5 separate regions of the Mus musculus genome follow, and all the other regions are linked to region 2. Evidence: chromatin contacts called from public HiChIP or PLAC-seq and promoter capture Hi-C data. All regions are on one chromosome and are shown on one strand. Each heading gives the region's core, a stretch centred on a gene start, on an enhancer-like site or on the middle of the called end of the contact. The rest is flanking DNA. Distances are from core to core; before and after follow the strand shown.

Region 1 (2,700 bases), core at 74-2,573, 1.3 Mb after region 2:
GTTCTGGAAACCGAACTCAGCTCTCTCTGCGAGAGCAGTATGTGTTCTTAGTCACCAAGCTGTCTTTCCAGCCCCTCCTTTCTTTTAAGCCTTCTCCTCCTCTCTGCCCCAGGCTAGACTCAACACTCCTATATGGTCCAGACTGGTCTCAAACTTGTGGCAACCCTGAGTGTCTTGTATGCTGAGGTGTCAGGCCTGCGCCACACATGGCTCAATCCTCCTTTGCTTCTGTGCATACTTAGCAACTTCTTTCTCTGACAGGTTTCACGTATCCCAGGCCGGCTTCAGACTTGCTATTGTAGCCCGGGCTGTGGCCTTGAACTGTCAATCATCGTGCCTCTCTACCTTCCAAACCCTGAAACTGAGGCATGTACCACCATGAATGTTTTATATGAAGAGGATTGAACCCCGGGATTCCTGTATGCTAGGCAAACATCCTATCACCCAGCTCTACCCCAGCCTCCTAACTTAGGATTAAAAACATATCTTCACCATATAGTCACCTATGAATGTACATTGGTTCTCATGTTTGGTCCATCAGCCAATAACCTCAGATGAAGATCACATTATTAAGCTAACCTTCTGAGCTGGGACCCAAGGATTTGAACTTTAACCATGTAGGTAATTCCCGAATTCTACTATCTATCTATCTATCTATCTATCTATCTATCTATCTAATTTTGTTATCGGAGACATGTCACATTGTAGCTCAGGCTGTCCCAGAACTCAATACATAGCCCAGGCTGGCCTTAAACTTGTGATCACTCCTCCACTGCCTGCTGAGTCCTGGTATTATTACAGGCATGGGACACTGCACCCAGCTTCCTTCTACAGTTAACTTATTTGCATGTTTAGTTTCGGTCCATCTGAACTTTAATTCGGTGAATCACATATAGAGTGACTTCCTCATATTAATAACCACTTGCTCCAAGTCCCTATATTGAAAATATCTAGTTTTCTAATCTCATGGACACATTCCTTTTGCACGGAAGGTTCGGAGGGGAAGTCATGAGGCGCCCCTTATTTCCGCTGCCCTTGAGACCTGGGTACCTCAATATTCTCCTCCACTACTTGGGAGGGGTGAACTGGATGAAGGCCTGGTCACGGTAGCGCCAGCTGCCGCCCTCAGTGGGGTTGCTGGTACAAAGTTGCACCTCCTGAGAACAACCCCAGTTCTAGGGAGCCCCCGAGCCCTGAGTTACCTCGCAGGGGCCCACGAAGAGGATCTTAGCCTTCAGCATCGCTGTCCGTTAACACGAACCCGCGGAAGCCCACCACCAAAGCGCGCTAAGCTCCCCGCCGCGTCCGCCAGTCTGGGCCGCATGCTCTGATTGGCTGGTCAGTTTCCACGGCGACCGGGAACAGCTGCGCAGTAGCCCAGGAAACCCTGACAGTTCCGGGAGCCTGGAAAAGTGGCCTACGATGGAAGCTGAGGAGGACCAAAAGAGAAAAGGCAAAGCTGGTCCTGCTAACTGCAACCTGAGCGTTCTGGAAGGGGTACAAGAGCCAGGCTCCAACCTGCTTTATTTCTCCCGGTCTTCCTGAACGCTCCATAGATTAAGGGAGCTGCTAAACTTGCCTGGAAAACAGTACTGTGATTTTGGTTTTCTTTTATTTCCGCGGTGGATGCTGGAGATTGAACTCAGGTGGTCATCAATCCTAGGAAAGCGCTCTGTCATTGACACCATATCCCCAGTCCAACTCGCATGTAGACCTGCTGGCCTCAAACTCAAAGATATCCACCTGCCTTTGCCCCCCCAACTTTAATACCATTGAAGGCATGTGTCACCACTCTCGACTCCCAACTTTTTTTTCAATTTAAAAGGTTATATCTATCAATCAATCATCATCTATCTGCGTGTATGTGTGTCCGCCATGATACATATGTGAAGATCAGAGGACAAGCCATAGGACTCAGTTTTCTTCTCCCACCACCATTTCAGGCTTGGTGGTTCCGGCCGTTACCTGATGAGTCACTTTGCAGCCCTGTCATTATTTATTTTGATGCTGAGATTGTTCTTGGCGGCGGAGAAGCTTCTCCAAACCAGTGTGTGTGTTCTTTTGACATTTCGGTCATTCTCTGAGTTTTTTCATATTAAAAACAAAAAAAAAAAAAAAAAAAAAAATCAAAACCTACGCGCGCGTGTGGACACACACACACACACACACATACACACACGTATACAAAAGTGCAGGTGGTTGTGGAAGCCAGAAGGAAGTGCCCTGGAGCTAGAGTTATGGAAGTTCAGTTGCCCAAAATGGATGCTGGAAACCAAAGTCGGGGCTCCTCTGAGAGCAGTCAGTGCTTTAAACTCCGAGCCATCTCCCCAGCCCCGGCTTTCATACTTTTAAGCACCATTATATTAATCGCGGGTGGTTAATTTTATTGCTCTTGTTCCAGAGTGGCAATGTATTACATACATTCTTTCGCATGCATTGAAAAAAAAAATTTAGGGCTGGTGAGATGGCTCAGTGGGTAAGAGCACCCGACTGCTTTTCCGAAGGTCCAGAGTTCAAATCCCAGCAACCACATGGTGGCTCACAACCATCCGTAACAAGATCTGACTCCCTCTTCTGGAGTGTCTGAAGACAGCTATAGTGTACTTACATATAATAAATAAATAAATAAAAAAGAAAAAAGAAAAAAAATTTAAAAGTTTCAAAAGACAAGAGACCCCCTCAGGAAAATTATTTCTTTAC
Region 2 (2,700 bases), core at 199-2,698:
TGCTTGCCTCAATGCCTGATGACCTGAGTTCAATCCTCAAGACCCACATGGCAGGAGAATTCACTCCAAAGTGTCCTCGAACTTTCACCCCCTGTGGCACCCATACGTGCGTCCCTACAAGAATTTAACAAATAAAAACAAACTACAACTAACTAACTAATTGTATAACTTGGGTAATGGTTTGTTTGTTGTTTTTTGAGGCTGAGTTACATGTAGTCCAGGTTGTGATTGAATTTGATATGTAGCCAAAGATAAGCCTGAACATCTAACCCACTGTTTCCACCTTCCAAGTGCTGGGACTACACTCTGTTTGGTTTTATGCAGTATTGGGATTGAAGAGAAGGCTCTGTGCATGCTAGGCAACTCATTCTCCGTACTAAGCTACCTCCCCAACCTTTTGGTAATTAGCTTTTATACCACATATCCAAATACTACATAAAGCTTACTATATGGCAAGCAAGGAACCACAGAGAAGACAAAAAGAGACAACTTGGAAATATTTGAAGGGATTTCTGGGCTGTGTGTCCCCAAAGGACCCCCCCACACACACACACACACACACCCTCCACCCCACGCTTTGCTTTCCCACAACGCACCGCCAGCACTGCACCTTCGCTCAGCACCAGGTAGCCAAGCTGGTCTGGGATTCGCTCCAGCCCTTGGGTCAGTGCGGAAGTCTAGAGGGTAAAGAGACAAGGAGAATCATGACAGCCTTGCAAACCCATCTCCCTCCTGGATATGAGCCTTCCAAGGCCCTCATAATGGCTTGTAACACTGAGTCTCCATCCACGGTCACTATTGGACCTCTGAGCTCTTCCACTTGTCATGTAGGTGACCCAGGAGGCCTTCCTAGCCCCTCAACCCCTCCTCATGTCCCTTCCCACTCCAGTCCCCTTATGCCCCGCCCCTTGTGCCATCTAGACTACTCCCCCGCTGCAGAACACCCGGTAGCGGAGCCTTCCTTCTCCAGCCCTCCCTGTCGCTTCCCTCCCATCTCTGTTCCCTTTCGGTCCCAGGGTGGACTGGAGGTGACAGTGAAATGCAAGCCATAAGGTGGCAACAGAAGCTCGGAAAACAGGGACGCGGAACCGCAGGCGTGCACACCCGCGCATGCGTCCACACTCACCATCGCAGCCGTAGGTGCAGTGTAAGCAGTCTGCCGGATAGGTAGTTTCCGGCTCCAGGCTCGGGTCAGGTGGTTTCACCAGCTGACTGTAGCCCAGCCCTTCGCTTGAGGATTGGATGGCGGGTATGTCATTATACTTTATCAACCACTGCGGAGCCCCGCTTTCCGAACACATTCGTGGATTGGTTGCATTTCCCCGCCCCTCAGGATTTGCCTGCGAGAGTTGTCCGGAGAGTCGCGGGGCAGTGTCGCCACACGAACGTGCACTGCTTCTATCCTTTGCAATAGGAATATGCATCTGCCGGTGGCTTCCAAGAAGAAAGTAGAACAGTCCGGTGATGTAAGAGGAGTCTTAGGTGTCACTGTTCAACCTGAAAAGAGAAACTAATGTACCAATGTGAAAGACGATGGTTTGGTTTACACGTGAAAAGCTGTTCACGTGTTAACTTTCTGCCTTGAGTATATGTGTTAAGAGTGGATCGGCCCAAATATGGCTATGAATGAGTAAATCAAATTTGCTGTGTACACACAGTAGTGTAAGATCAATACAAGATGATAATGTCCTGACACCAAATGCAGCTTGAGAATCTCCAAAACAAGAGAAAGCAGGCCAGGGAGATGGCTTCAGAGACCACTCAGCCTTCAGAGGCTCAGACCCAACCAAAAGGACGGGTTGTGAAAGGGCAGGTTCATAAGGCTATATATTATGTGGTCCCATCTATGTAAGACGCTTAGCTGTGACTATTGCCGAATGCTTGTAATCCTAGTTTAAAGCCTGAGAGGCCGAGGATTGGGCTGAATAGGGAGTTCAGTGCCAGACTGAGGCCTGAGCTACCTACCAAGATCCTGATTAAAACACATACACTTCTTGCAAATACAGAAAAACTGAAAGCAATTACTAGTTGGTAGTGGGGCAAGAAAAAATAGGAAGTGCTTATTAATGAGGGTATGGCAGGGCATGTGATTTAAGCTTTTTGGAATTCATATTGAAGTCTGCATATCTTTGTGAATGTGCCGAAGTTACTAAGTTGTACACTAAATTAGTGAATTATATCCCCCACCCCATTTATTTTCAGTGCCAAGAAGCAAAGTCAGGGCCTTATGCATACTGGGTGTGGGTCTGTACCCACAGCACTAAACAAAGAAAGTCGTCCACCCCAAATCATCTTGTAGAAGCAGCAGCTAATTAGAGAAAATGAGGCAAGGCTGTAGCTATCGTTTCAAAACTTGCCTAGCATGCATAGGCCCCAGATTCAATCATCATGACCAAAAAATTGAAGTAGGGCTGGCAAAGTGGCTCAGCGGGCAAAGGTGCTTGGCACCATTGCTCTGAAGTGGGTATACAAATATCAACAGCTGCTTTGTACAATCCAGAGAATGGTCTACAGTAGCCACAATTTTTATTTTGAACGAGTGACTTTATAAAGTGAGTGAGAGAGAGAGAGAGAGAGAGAGAGAGAGAAGCACATCAATTTCCATCAAATCAGGTACTCAAGTATCCAAGTATCCAGCCAAAACTACCTGAGGAAGTCCCTTTAAGACAACTACGAACAGACAGAGTTCTGGGCAGAGCA
Region 3 (2,700 bases), core at 138-2,637, 1.2 Mb before region 2:
GCTAGAGTTCTTGATTCTCAGCCTGTTAGAGGCTTCAACAAAACTCAGGTGAGGGAGTCTGTCTTTTCTCATTGCTTGATAATTCCCCTCTCTCTATTCTGCATCACAAGGAATTTACTGTCTCCTCTTAGTTGGCTAGCAGCATCAGCAATAAATCACACCCACTCCATCTGTAATTTTGTCATTTTGAAGCAGGGTCTCACTAAGCCTTGGCTAACCTGGAACACACTATGTAGACCAGGCTGGCCTCACACTTGTAGAGATCCACTTGCCTCTGACCCAATGCTGGAATTAAAGGCTGTTGTGGGGTACTCTGAAGAGAAGACTGCTAGACATGGTTTAAGCCAATAGAAAATCTTTATTAGCTGTCCAGCAACTACACTGGGTGATGGAATCCTAGTGTAGCACTGAGCCTTTTTCCAGGTGATTTTTTAAGCACTAAAACCATGTTCCGAGTTGACACACAGTTAAAAAGAAGAGTAAACCAGAAGTGGAACTAGAGAGGCTGGAAAGCAAGGTTAGTGTGTGTTGAGACTTTCCCAGCACTATATGGACTCTGATGGACTAGGCCCTTGTTTTAGTTTGGGCAGGTGGTGCTGTCTATGTGCTGCTAAGTTTTACAGCCTCATGGTACTTCCAATGTGGAGTCAGTGTGCTAAGGTCTGGTGGCCTACTAAGGTCTATGGCCCTGTTACAAGGCCAGTGACAGCTATGCCAGACCCTTTACATTACTTCTTCACTACTTTGTGTGTGTGTGTGTACACATACATATATTATGAAATGTACATATTTACTTATTTAGTGTGTGTGTGTTTAGAGGTCAGAAGACAGCTTGTGGGAATTGATTTTCCTTCCGATTTATGGATCCTGGACATCAAACTAACGTTACCAAGCTTTACAATAAACACTTTTACCGTCGGAGGCATCTCACTGGCCTTTATGAATCTCGAGAAGACCCCGAGTTTCTGATCCTCCTCCCTCTATCTCTTTGGTGCTGGGATTATAGGCTACAACAGGGTCCGACTTTGAACTCCCTACACAGCGGAGGATAGCCTTGAACTCCTAATCCTTCTTCCTAGCTTCCCTAGGGCTGGGACGAAAGGCGTGCACCTCCAAGCCCGGCACCCCTCGGATATTCTAACTTTACCTGCTGGAATTCTCTGAGAGGTGTTCTATCTGTTCAGCCCAGCACCAGCGGCCAGAATTCGGCCGCACGTGCCCACGCCACCAGGTGTTGCCCTGGCAACTGACTGCGCTCTCAGCTCAGAGAGATGACGCCAATATCCTGCGCCAGGGCTGCGCCCTCCCATGCGGCGGCCATTGGCTGGCTGGAAGATGGACGCCTTCCCGATCCAATGGATAGCGCTGATCTTCTGAGGGCGGGACGGCGCGGAACCTGCTGAGCTGGTGGTGGAGGCGCGTGGCAGAGGTGTGCGAGAGTGGGAGCTGCAGGTGCGTGCTGGGTAGGGTGGGGTGACGGGGGGTTGTCGCATCCGCCCGGGGAGACGCGGTCCTGGGCCGGGCTGTGCGTCTCTGCGCAGCTCTCCACGTGGATTTCCAGAGATCTATTCAACCACCCACCTACCCATTTACCCCTGTTGATACAGGCGACCACTTAGCCATTCGTCCACTCCTCCGTCTACTTAAACGTCCATCCACTCCTCTACCCAATTATCCATCCGTCCACCCACCTATTCATCCAGGCACCCACCCATCCATTCATCTATATCCTTCATCCACCCACCCACTTATTCATGCACCCAACAGTCCTTCCATGTATCCATTCTTACAAGTTGGGTGTGGTGGTACACAGCTGTGGTCTCAGTATCCTGAAGGCTGGGACTGAAAAAAATTGCCGCTAGCTCGGTCTAGCCATGTCTTCTAAATGAGACTCCGTTCAAAAAAAAAAAAAAAAAAAAAAAGATTCTTTGGGTTCCTTTTCTGTATCGGTGTCACTCAAGGCTCTGGGAAGAAACGGGGGCCAGAATAAGAATCCCAGATCTAGGGAGCCCAGGTTTTTGACTGTAGAAGATCTCTTACTAATGGTCTTAGGTACCATGGAGATAATTTAAGGGAGTCTTGTTCCTTCTTTGAGCTTGCTGAGGCATAGTCTTTCTGGTTTCTGCTGCTGCACTGTGTACCCCAGGCTTACCCCCCTGTCTCTGCCTTCCATCTCACCATAGGAGAGACGAGACGACAGATTCACACACTGCATCCAGCTTTTTATGTAAGTCCCAGGAATCGAACTCATATTATCAGGCTTGTTCGGCAGGTGCTTTTACCCACTGAGAACTCCTAGCCCTCTGTCTTCTTATTTCCTTGCTGCATGAAGCAGCAGTCAGTGCCTCTGGATTTCATTTCCTAAAGGACTAGTGACATTGGGCATCTTTTCATGTTCTTCACTGTTTGTTCAAGACCTTTGCCCATTCTAGAGTTTGCAGTGTGTGTGTGTGCCAGAGGTCAACTTTAGGTGGTCCCCAGCAGCCATCTACCTTGTATGTGACAGTGGACTCGACAGGCTAGGCAGGGACGGAACTCAGGTCTTCAGGCTTAGTGGCAAGCGCCTTTACCTGCTGAACCATATTGCTTTCTCCCCCTCCCCCACCACTTCTTTTGTTTGGTTTTTGTTTTGTTTTTTGAGAGAAGGTTTCTCTGTATAGCAAGCCCTGGCTGTCCTAGACTCCCTTTGTATACCAGGCT
Region 4 (2,700 bases), core at 106-2,605, 1.1 Mb before region 2:
GCTGCAGGCAGGAGCAAGTAACTAGGGCAGGTTAAGGAAAACAGGAGCCTCACTTGTGAGCACAGATCTCACTCCCCCAAGGGCTTGGCTTCATGTCTCAGTATGTTTGGGTCATTAAAGGAGGGGATTATGCTAGGACATTGTGGGGTAAGGAAGGAGAGAATGCCCAGGGAGCTGCAAGAGTCTCCTCCAGTCTGTGAACCACACAGGCATCCCCTCCCAACTACTCAGCCTACACATTCTGACCTAAATCCCCATGCATCCCCACATTAGGTTTAGCTGGATGTGTCGCAGCTTTCTTCATGAGCCCATTCAAGAGTCACGGGGAGCCGGGCGTGGTGGCGCACGCCTTTAATCCCAGCACTCAGGAGGCAGAGGCAGGCGGATTTCTGAGTTCGAGGCCAGCCTGGTCTACAAAGTGAGTTCCAGGACAGGGCTACACAGAGAAACCCTGTCTCGAAAAACCAAAAAAAAAAAAAAAAAAAAAAAGAGTCACGGGGACACTGATACACTGTACCCTGGGAGCAACCAGAGGTTCTAGTTTGGAAATCTGGACCTTGTGGTTGTTCTTCAAAGACTTACATGGCAGGTTAGGATAATGTGACTGTACCCTTAGTGTAATTATTAATAGTGTTTCCTTGCACTCACAGAGATAGTGCCTGGTCCCCTATGGGTGGAGTGGCCTCAGGACACGTCCAGAGGCGTTTCAATAGGATTAACTTATAGTTCTTTCAAGCTAGCTTAACCCCAGGTTATCAGTGCCTCTGATACATGGAGGTGGACATAGATGTCAGGTTGCTGGATCAGGACGAGAATAGGAATGCAGCTCGCAAGAACATAATCACAGACCGGGGCGCGCTAAATTGGCAGGTGCTGTTCTGGACAGCGGGTACTAAGTTAGTCCTAGTCAGCAAGCCTGAGGACCGAAGAAACTGTATCCCTTCACTTGGGGTTCTAGTTGCTGGTACTGCCTCCCGTGCCCGATGAATGTTCAGGGCCGATGGCGCAAGTTCCGCTATCTCTACGCACGGGTTCCAAATGTCCTGACGCTCTTAACCAACAGAAGGGACGAAGATGGTAACCGTAGCGTCCTAGGAGAGCCCGTCCGCCTCCTCGGGCAGCAAACCCACCGCCCGCCGCGGGTTCAGGACCACACTCCCTGTCCCTGGCGTCCACCCAGCGCAGCCTGGCGCGGTCTCCTCCCGCCTGGAACAGAGCATTAGGGGCTCCCCTCCCCGGGCCCCACTCACCGCTCGCTGGGCGGCGGCCCGCGCACCGGCCGCGGGCGGGCAGCTGGGCTTGCAGGAGGCAGCGGAGCTCACGGCGCGCACGCCGTGGGGGCTGTGTACACACGTGACCCCGTCCCGCCCCCGGGGGCTGCTCGCGTGGTCCCGCCCCCGCCCGCCGAGCAACGCCGTCAGGCCCTGCCCTCTCTCCCGACCCACAGCTCGGTGGCTCCGCCCTTTTCTTGGAACCGGTGCTTAGTTCCCGCAGGCTCCGCCCCCAGTCCGAACGGACAATCCCCTTGGCCAGCCACGGCCGGCCGCCTTAATGCTGGAGGGCGGCGCACCTGCCCCCATTAAAGTTTGTAATTTCCCCGACCTGTGCTTCCCCGGTCCTAGAGGCGTCTAAGTGGAGCTGTCCGGAGAAAACAGCTCCGACCCACTGTGTAGCTGCTGTCCAACATGAAAGTGGGAATGGTGCCATTTAGAGTATTTGCCTAACAGTCAGGAAGCCCGGCGTTTAGTCCTCAACACCACATAAGCCAGGGGTAGTGGTGCGTGCATACATGTAGTCCCAACACTCAGGAGATAGAGCAGGGAGGATCAGAAGTTCAAGGCTGTCCCTGGCTACATAGTCACCTGAAGGGTATCCTGGGATACATGAGATCTTAAAAAACAAAGAGTAACAACAACAAAATACACACACACACACAGATAGCCTAACTGGGCATGATGGTGCCCATCTATAATCTCAGCACTCAAGAGGCAGAGCAAGGACTGCCATAAATCCAAGGCTGTTGTAGCTTACATAGCAAATTCTGGGCCAACTGGGGTTGCAAAGTAAGACTGTCAAAAGTGGGGGGAGGGTCCTGGAGTTGTTGGCCCAATTGCAAGCAGGAGGACCTATGTTTGATCCCTCAGAACCCATGTCAGAAAGGTTGAGTGTGGTAGCATGTGCTTGTAGTGCTAGGGAGGTGGCAGGCGCTGGGGCCCTTTGGGCCAGCCTATCTAACTTTCACATTTCAGGCCACCAACCACCCCCACCCCCAAAAAGCCAACCCTGTCTTATAAAAAACAAGGTGGACAGCACCTGAGGAATGATGGCCAAGGTGGACCTCTGGGCTCCATAGGCACATAATCTAAAATGAAAGTAAACCATAAATAATTGACCCTCAGGATTCCTGGTGAGACTCTGAAGTGTCAGGGTTCCTGGGCCTTCCAGAGGGTTCCTGTGAGGTTTCACTCACAACTGGGGAGTGCTGCTGGTGAACCGAGCACCCTCCTAGTGCAAGGCCCCACTGGCTGCCTGCTCTGCACCACCCGAAGCACAGCACAGATGTTCAGAGTAAGAGGGCCCAGCCGCCGACTCGGCTGCGGGCGGTCCTCCCATTGAGCAGGCATGTCCCCGAGCTAGACATCTTGGACATGGTAGGGTGTGTGAATTGCTGTCTGACCTCGTGCTCTGAGGTTGATATTT
Region 5 (2,700 bases), core at 45-2,544, 1.2 Mb before region 2:
CGATTATAGGTGTACACATCCAACTGGCCTGATTTTTACTTTCTTATAGCACCTAGGATAATCAGCCTAGGGGTGGTACTACTCGCAAGGAGCTCAGCCCTTCCATATTAATGACTAACTTAAAAGTACTTCCTAGGCCAATCTTATAGAGGTTATTTCCTGAACTGTGGTCTCCTCTTCTCAGTTTATGTCAGATTGAGAAATAAATAAATAATTAATTAAAAACATAAATAATCAGGACAGAGCAGTAGTATTCTGGGTCTATTAGCCTAGCCCACAGATCTTTGGTATTCTCGAGCTTGGGTCAGCAACACTTGAACATCTTTCTTTCTTTTTTTTTTTTTTTTTTGGTTTTTTTCGAGACAGGGTTTCTCTGTGTAGCCCTGGCTGTCCTGGAACTCACTTTGTAGACCAGGCTGGCCTCAAACTCAGAAATCCGCCTGCCTCTGCCTCCCGAGTGCTGGGATTAAAGGCATGCGCCACCACCGCCCGGCTTGAACATCTTTCTTTCTTTCTTTCTTCTTCTTCTTTTTTTTCTTTTTTTTTTTTTAAGATTTATTTATTTATTTATTTATTTAAAGTACACTGTAGCTGTCCTCAGACACTCCAGAAGACGGAGTCAGATCTCATTACGGATGGTTGTGAGCCACCATGTGGTTGCTGGGATTTGAACTCCTGACCTTCGGAAGAGCAGTCGGGTGCTCTTACCCACCGAGCCATCTCACCAGCCCTGAACATCTTTCTTAAATCACATGCATAGTCCGTGCTCCAGCAACTCTGGTAACAGAGATACAGGCATTTTGGGTATCATCTTGTAATTCTTCTGTAGACTGGACCTCACTTTTCCAAGGCATGTTTGTTCAGATGACCTGTCCCTGGCGTTCTGCCTCCCCGAGTCCTGGGATCCTTACAGCTTCACAAATGGGCCATCAATCTGTGCATACCGCGATCCCAGCCCTCAGGGAACTCCTACTGAGACACAGGATTCTCACGTCCGGCCGGGTCCTGTCTCAGGCTCTCAGGTACAGGCAAGCCTGTCACCTCACCCAGAGCTGCCTCACCACGACTCAGCCTAAGCTAGAGATGTTGCCTGACTGTTCTAGAAAATAGGCGGGGGGATAGGGAGGGACGAAAAGGCCGTAGAACTGCTGGATTGGTGACATGTAAGTGACGTCATCACGGCGCCCAGCCCTCTGGGGGTCATAACACGAAGGAATTGGCTGGCCTTCGATGACATTTTGGGCGCGCTGGCGGGCCGACTCTAGATGTTAGGGGATTGGTTGGTGTTGGTGTGGCGTCATCAGAGCGCGCCGGGAACGCCCAGGATGTATGACTCTGGATCTGTCGGCTGGGGATAAATGGCCCAGGCTGCTGCAGGGGCAATGCTACGCTTTCCGGCCTTGAGAGAAGTCGGGCGCTTCGCGGCGATTGGAGCTGCAGTTTCTACTGCGGTGTCACCGGGATAACCACAAAGGGCACCGCTTGTCTGTCTCCGCCTCTGACTACCCGTGAGTGCCAGGTACCGGTGTGGTTGCGGGCCGCTGGGGCCCGGGGAGCTGGTGAACTAGGGGCTGGCGTCTCCGCGCTGTGATTTCTCGTGGCCTGGCCATCAAGGAGTTACTGTCTCAGCACAGTGACATCTCACATCCCCAGGTCAACTGCCCTGAGCCATTGTCGCGGCAGCCAGGCATAGTGGTTGTTGCAGGCCTGTAGTCTCAGCGCTGGGGAGTTGAGTTATTAGATCACAAGCTCCAGGCTAACCTGAGCTAAGTAGTGAGACACACTTTCATGAAACAGTCTACTAGCAGGGCATGGTGGCTCGTGCCTTTAATCCCTGCACTCCAGAGGCAGAGACAGGCGGATCTCCGAGTTGATAGCCAAAGTGATCTACAAAACGGGTTAAGGGACAGCCAGCACTACAAAATAGCGTCTGTCCTAGGCCCCCGGCCCCCTGTTTAAAAAAGGGGGGGGGGAGAAAAGAAACAGTCGGTGGTCATTTGGTAATACGTCACGTGCTGCTTGCTTTGAACAAAAACATTTCATAATGCGGATTCTGTTGTGCACGACTTAAAAGGTTTCCTCCCCGACAGGAATGAGATCCACCCTAACCACTAAATGCAGTAGGAAAGGAAGGGGGAAGGGTGGGAAGTGAATTGGCTTAGAGGTGTTAGAGGTGACGTTTGAGGAAGTGACACTGTAGACTGGTCCTTGACAAGTCAAATAGATGTCTTCTGAAGCCTGAGAGTTCTCAACAAGGAGTAGATAAGAAGTTCCCAGCAGAGAAAGTAATAGAAAGATGTGAAAAGCTCTTTGGGGACTTGACCTGTGGAAAGTGCAAGAGTTTCGAGTCATTTGATAGGTGACAGGACTTGGAGGAGACTTTGCTTCAAGCCTGGTCTCCGGGATGCCAGCCTCTCTGCTTGTCTGTTTCTTGTGGTTAATTAAAGTGCCGCTTGCCTTGATCGGCCCTGGCCTGATGTCATTATGGCGTGTGCACAAAGTAAAACTGAAGGCATGAGGGAGGGAGAGGCAAGGGACAGCCTACTCTGGGGAGCATAGTCAACTGATGCCACTTAGCACCTGGCACCGAATCTTGTTGATGTCAACAAGTGTATTGAGGAGTTGAGACTGCAGCTTGAGTTCCAAGGAGACCATAATTTTCAGTGGCAGCTATGGACTCCATACGGGAAGCCTTTCTTT

Evidence for each region. Promoter capture Hi-C pulls out the DNA fragments that hold promoters and counts their contacts. HiChIP or PLAC-seq counts read pairs in DNA pulled down with a chosen protein or histone mark. Capture Hi-C pulls out chosen DNA fragments and counts their contacts.
Region 1: a promoter capture Hi-C map of liver shows a contact between it and region 2, with 3 times the contacts expected there. The contact joins the promoter of Ift22 here to the promoter of Lamtor4 in region 2. A contact is called at or near these places in 1 of 39 promoter capture datasets (liver) and 1 of 9 other capture datasets (liver).
Region 3: a promoter capture Hi-C map of pre-B cells shows a contact between it and region 2, with 3 times the contacts expected there. The contact joins the promoter of 3110082I17Rik here to the promoter of Lamtor4 in region 2. A contact is called at or near these places in 8 of 39 promoter capture datasets (the C10 cell line, the HPC-7 cell line, cranial neural crest and 4 more) and 1 of 9 other capture datasets (liver).
Region 4: a contact with region 2 is called in a FOXA1 HiChIP or PLAC-seq map of pancreatic cancer cells. The contact joins the promoter of Gpr146 here to the promoter of Lamtor4 in region 2. A contact is called at or near these places in 1 of 484 Hi-C or Micro-C datasets (the G1E-ER4 cell line) and 1 of 115 datasets of contacts at active chromatin or transcription factors (pancreatic cancer cells).
Region 5: a contact with region 2 is called in a promoter capture Hi-C map of liver. The contact joins the promoter of Zfand2a here to the promoter of Lamtor4 in region 2. A contact is called at or near these places in 1 of 484 Hi-C or Micro-C datasets (B cells) and 2 of 9 other capture datasets (liver and pancreatic islet).

The regions. Positions count from the first base shown.
Region 1 is chr5:136,906,773-136,909,472 of GRCm38.p6, reverse strand. It overlaps Ift22 (intraflagellar transport 22), which reads right to left and starts at 1,323. Exons shown (of 5, transcript NM_026073.3): 1 at 1,203-1,323. The coding sequence starts at 1,241.
Region 2 is chr5:138,254,230-138,256,929 of GRCm38.p6, reverse strand. Lamtor4 (late endosomal/lysosomal adaptor, MAPK and MTOR activator 4) reads right to left here and starts at 1,448. Exons shown (of 4, transcript NM_001081108.2): 1 at 1,127-1,448; 2 at 597-677. The coding sequence starts at 1,129.
Region 3 is chr5:139,459,221-139,461,920 of GRCm38.p6, reverse strand. It overlaps 3110082I17Rik (RIKEN cDNA 3110082I17 gene), which reads left to right and starts at 1,387. Exons shown (of 5, transcript NM_028469.3): 1 at 1,387-1,452.
Region 4 is chr5:139,379,294-139,381,993 of GRCm38.p6, reverse strand. Gpr146 (G protein-coupled receptor 146) reads right to left here and starts at 1,355. Exons shown (of 2, transcript NM_030258.5): 1 at 1,251-1,355. All of the region lies in intron 2 of 3110082I17Rik (RIKEN cDNA 3110082I17 gene), which reads left to right.
Region 5 is chr5:139,483,085-139,485,784 of GRCm38.p6, reverse strand. It overlaps Zfand2a (zinc finger, AN1-type domain 2A), which reads left to right and starts at 1,294. Exons shown (of 7, transcript NM_001159908.1): 1 at 1,294-1,508.